Regions from separate parts of the Ovis aries genome. Here region 2 is linked to region 1. Evidence: chromatin contacts called from public Hi-C data. All regions are on one chromosome and are shown on one strand. Each heading gives the region's core, a stretch centred on a gene start, on an enhancer-like site or on the middle of the called end of the contact. The rest is flanking DNA. Distances are from core to core; before and after follow the strand shown.

Region 1 (2,760 bases), core at 42-2,541:
TCATGACCCAGATAACCATGATGGTGTGAACACTCACCTAGAGCCCATGGGTGGAAAAGCCCATAGGGAAACAGTGGAAACAGTGAGAGAATTCTTGGGCTCCAAAATCACTGCGGATGGTGACTGCAGCCATGAAGTTAAAAGAGGCTTGCTCCCTGGAAGAAAAGCTATGACCAACCTAGACAGCATATTCAAAAGCAGAGACATTACTTTGCCAACAAAGGTCTGTCTAGTCAAAACTATGGTTTTCCCAGTAGTCATGTATGGATGTGAGAGTTGGACTATAAAGCAAGATGAACGCTGATGAATTGATGCTTTTGAACTGTGGTGCTGGAGAAGACACTTGAGGGTCCCTTGGACTGCAAGGAGATCCAACCAGTCAATCCTAAAGGAAATCAGTCCTAAATATTCATTGGAAGGACTGATGCTGAAGCTGAAGCTCCAATACTTTAGCCACATGATGTGAAGAAATGACTAATTTGAAAAGACCCTGATGCTGGGAAAGATTGAAGGTAAGAGAAGGGGATGAGAGAGGATGAGATGGTTGGATGGCATCACCGACTTGATGGACATGAGTTTGAGCAAGCTCTGGGAGTTGGCCCTGGACAGGGAGGCCTGGCGTGCTGCAGTCCATGTAATCGCAGAGTCAGACATGAGAGAGAGACTGAACTGAACTGACTGAGAGCCTACCTCCGCTCTGAGAATCCCTGTGAGTCTGAGTTTTCCCTGTTTCACTCTAACTCGGGTTTTTTTGCTTTGCTTTGTTTGCTCCAGAGCTGACAATAAGGGAGAGAAGCGGATACCAATTTCTGAGCTAGGAATATGGAAGGGGAATCGGGCTGGACTCCGCTGCATATCAACGTTAATTCTGTGAACCAATTTTAGCAGGTCTGCCCTAACGGGGACCTTGAGGATTATCATGGTTGAAAATATTTGATTGCCCCATCTTCTATCTCTGTCTGTCTCTGCCTGTTTCCTGTGTCTGTCTTTGTCTCTTTCCATAGATACAAATATACATATATAATACATGCTTACATACACCTGTGTTTGTGTGTGTGTATATATATATATATATAAAATATATGCACATACATGTGTATTTCTCTGTCTCCGTCTCTAAACACTGATCTAACTTGAAGGATCACAGATGTGGATGGGACAAGAGTTTTCTCAGACATTCACTACCAGGTTGGTTCTTGAACTACTGGACGTGGGTCAGATTTTCAAACAAAGTCCCACTTCTCACCGCTAGGAGTCAGTCCACACTCAGCCTGAATCTGACGGTTTCATATTCCCTCCTTAGGCCAAACTCACATCCTTTGTACTGCAGTTTGAATACTCACTTTAGTGTGCGAGGGAAATAGTGATAAGACAGAAACTGGCCTTGCCTGATGGGTGGTGAAGTTTGGCGCTCTACGGGACTAAGGCACACCAAGAGAAGGGAGGAAAGAGGCAGAGCAGCTCAGGGAGTGTGGCAGGCTGCTGTCACGGCCCTGTATGAATACCAGCCCAGTGCTGGGCATATTTATTGACGCGCACAAACGTGGGAAAGCACTGTTTGTTTCCCAGAAACAGGTGCCAGTTCTCGCTGTTTCACCAGATTCCCCAAGTCGCGTCTTCCTGAAACAGGGAAAACTTTGTCTTCTCCCTGGCATCCACCTGTGATGTGAAGAGAGATCTTTGGAAAACAGACCTAAACACCTCTTTTCCCTCTGGAAGACTGCAGGGATTTCCCCTTGTCCTCAGGGTAAGCTTTTCCCCGAAGGCCTGACTGCCCAGCTAACTGCTCCAGCCCCAGTCCTGCTTCCCAGGGCTCCCTGAACCTCTCCCAAATCCCGTATGTCCAGTCTTCTGAATGCAGCAGACTGCCTCATACTTCTCTCCTTGACATGTGGTTCCCCCAGCCCGGAAAGGTTTTCCATCCCTTATTCTCCTGGCAGAGTCCTACCTGGTCTCCAAATCCAGCTCACACTGTCCCCAGGGACATAGTTGCGCATTCCTCTGAGGGTTTAGGACTCTGCCCTCGTACCTCACTGTTGTATTTCTATTCATATCTGTCTCTTCCTCCCATATGACCTCTCCAAGGTCAAAAACTCTCTTACTCATTTCTGCCTCCTCAACATCTGGGCCAGTGCCTGCAGCAGAGTAGATGTGTACTGGAGAGCTAGTGAGTGGATGGATGGGATGTTTACAGCGGCTAAGGGCTCGGGGCCTGCTTTTGGTGGAAGGTTGGATTGAAACACCAGCTCCACCACCTGCTAGTCACAGGATTTTTCCAGTTGCTTAGCCTCTCTGCCAATCTCCTAATCTGTAAGGTTGCTGTTTTTGTTATTTAGTCATTAGGTCGTGTCTGACTCTTTTGAGACTCCATTCACCGTAGCCCACCAGACTCCTCTTTTCCAGGCAACAACATGGGAGTGGGTTGCCATTTCCTTCTTCAGGGGATCCTGCAGGACCAAGGACCAAACCCACATCTCCTGGATTGGCAGGAGGATTCTTTACCACTGAGCCACCTGAGAATTCCACTTATGTGAAAATTTAATGATGTGCATGCAAGCGATTTCCTGGCATCAGTTCAGTTGCTCAGTCATGTCTGACTCTTTGCTACCCCATGGACTACAGCACTCCAGGCTTCCCTGTCCATTACCAACTCTTGAAGTTTACTCAAACCCATGTCCATCGAGTCAGTGATGCCATCCAACCATCTCATCCTCTGTCGTCTCCTTCTCCTCTTGCCTTCAATCTTTCCCAGTATCAGGG
Region 2 (2,700 bases), core at 139-2,638, 190 kb after region 1:
CCTAGGAGCGTGCAACAGCAGCAGCAAGCCCGGTGGCCTGACTTCCGCCACCCCCCCCAGCAGTCGCTTCATATTGTTCTTGATATGCCAAGAAGAGATAAATACCTCCCCTGGGGTCAAGCTACACCAATTGGTGTCCCCGAGATTCAAGGAAGGGAAGCTCTTTCTGGAGGAAAAGTACAAGTGTCCATGGAATTCTCCAGGCAAGAATACTGGAGTGGGTAGCCAGCCACTCCCTTCTCCGGGGGATCTTCCTGACCCGGGGATCAAGCTTGAGTCTCCCACATTGCAGGTGACTCTCCACCATCTGAGCCACAAGGGAAGCCCCTTTCTAGAGGAGCTATCTCTTTCTGGAAAGGACTAAGGGTCTAGCTGTATGAAGTCAGCGAATCGCAAAATGCTCTCCCTGTCAATGCTTCCAAAGAAGCTGTTCTCCATGGACTTGATGATAGAAAACGTAAACACAAGCGAGTTTTCTCAGTCGTCAGCTGAGGCGGCAGGAAGTTCTGATGGGTCGCTACTTAACACTTAACTGCAAGTGTGCTGCAGTTTTTTAACTGAGAAAAAGTATTAGAGGAAGTTCTCACCTGAATGCGTCTCCTGGGAAGACATGGACGGGGAACATTCGGGTTTCCCCATTTACTGTGTTTGATGACTATACCGCACCCAAATCTCTCCTGAGTATGATGTACATGGGGAAGCTGAGAGAAGACACTGACATTGTCCACATGGACAGTGACTTTAGGTCTCACATAAAATCTTTATTCTGCAGTGCAGTCCCAGGCCTGACTTTTCCCTCTCCGGTTCTCAGAGCAAACTATCTCCCATGCCAGCTCACACAGAGCAGGACTCCATCCCCTTAGCAACCTCCCAGGGAAGGTGACCTAGGGAAGGACCATCACTGCTCAGAAAACACATCCCCACCCTCCACATTTGGGAATTCAAGAGCAGAGGAGTGAGGGGCCTCAGAAGCAAGGCGATTGTCAGGAGGAGAAATGCAAGACGCTGGTGCTGGACCCAGCCATCCAGTTCTTGCCGGCACAGAGGTTGCTTTCATTCCTTTTCTTCTGTTAATTTGGCCTGTTTTCCAAACATGGGTCAAACAACCTCCCTCCCAGAAGCAGCAGCAGCAGAAGGAAATGTTATTAAAAACGGGTCCGTTAGTGGGCATGGTGTGTGGATGGAGTCTTTGGGATTTTGGCTGCCAAATAAAGACTTTATTGTTGTCATTCCTCCTCTCCCAAGCTCCCTCCCTCCCTTCCCTCCTCCCTTCTCCCCTCCTCCCTTCCTCCCTCCCTTCCTCTTCCCCTCCCTACTTACAATCAGCCTGGCCCTCCCCTAACCTAACCTCCCTACCCCAGTAGGATCTGGTGGAGGAAGAGTCAGGCAAACACAAGCACGCACACACCACTGGGAGACCAGAGCGTCTGGCTGGCTCTCTGCTGCCACAGCACCACTGAGGGTGGGGGGAGCAGAGGCAGTCTCGCCTCGCCGGAGATAAACCCGAGCTGAGAGGAGAGGCAGGTGGTTCAGGTAAGCCGTCTGGAGGAGGAAGGCTCCGGCCTCCAGCCAGCCCCTTCCTGCCCCATCCACGCCAGGCTACTGCTCTAGGCTCTGTCCTCGCCTGCCTTCCTTCCTTCCACCCCTCCTTCCTGTCCTCTACCAGATTTTCCTCCTTTCAGAGGAGCTCAAATCAGTCTTCCTCATTTCGTCTCCACCCTCTTCCCTCTCTTCATCATTCTGCACCCATGGATTGGCTTGCTGCAAAAGGCAAACTTTCTTGGTACGGCTGTGTGCTGTAGCCCAGAGCCATGCTGCACCCAGTGTTTCTACAGATCGGGTGCCCACGGAAACTCCACTCTAGAACCCACTCTGCTGCACCTTTGATGCTTCGTCACACACTGTCCCGGGCACACACGTGTGCCTCACAGATGCTGCACTTCCACTTCGCATGCACACGCACGAATGCACACACAGTGGGAAGGCGTCCTGTCCATTCACCTCCGTCCTGACGGCATTTGACATGCAGAGCTAGAGCACACAGTGACAAGACCCTGGCAGGAAAACACGCAGGCACGCGCGCACACAGCACCTAAGAGAGAAGAGCAAGTGCGTCCTCCCACCGAGCTGGCAGAGCCAAAGAAACCATGTGTCCCAAACGCAGGCAGATCAGGAACAGGATGAGCAGCAGCAGGGGCTGGAAAGATTTCTTCATTCTTTAGAACTTAATTGGGTGGAGGAGAGAAAAAAGCAGCTTTCTAACCTGCACGGTGTATTCCCAGTAGCTCTGACTTTCCCTGCCTCACTACTCTAAACCACTTTTCTTTTGGAAAGAGAGAGAAGAAAGCAACCCTACTCCAAAGCCTTAGAGGTACTAATTCCCAGCACTGGGGGTATTCATTTCTGTTTTCGGCAGGCAGCCAGAAAAGAATTCTCTTTAAAGCCACTTCAACATAATCCCACACTGGCAAGGGCTTCCTATGAGAGACGAAAAAAGACGTAGTTCCTTAATGAGTCAAGGGAGGGGAAAACTGAAGTGGGAAACTGAATTTTTTAAATAGGGTGGACCTTCTCCGTTTGCCCAGCTCATTCCTCTTCGATTATGCAGAGTGCTATCCCAAGGCAAGAAGGGCATAGCCTAGGAGAGGGTCTCCAAGTACGGCTGGTCTTCGAAATCACCTGGATGCAGGGGAGGGTGAG

Evidence for each region. Hi-C and Micro-C count contacts between places; a contact is called where the count stands out from the background.
Region 2: a contact with region 1 is called in a Hi-C map of liver, with 4 times the contacts expected there. The contact joins the promoter of PRELP here to the enhancer-like site in region 1. A contact is called at or near these places in 4 of 16 Hi-C or Micro-C datasets (blood, liver and tail adipose tissue).

What each region holds. Positions count from the first base shown.
Region 1 is chr12:847,665-850,424 of ARS-UI_Ramb_v3.0, forward strand. LOC132657451 (a long non-coding RNA gene) reads right to left here. Exons shown (of 2, transcript XR_009595655.1): 2 at 1-2,760. Among named protein-coding and RNA genes, the nearest start is that of BTG2, 34 kb to the right of the region's middle. Within about 2 kb of position 1,292, at least 3 of the 54 cell types and tissues checked have an H3K27ac peak or open chromatin away from gene starts, as enhancers often do. A contact at or near this core is called in liver, where this site is marked.
Region 2 is chr12:1,036,966-1,039,665 of ARS-UI_Ramb_v3.0, forward strand. PRELP (proline and arginine rich end leucine rich repeat protein) reads left to right here and starts at 1,389. Exons shown (of 2, transcript XM_060395985.1): 1 at 1,389-1,533.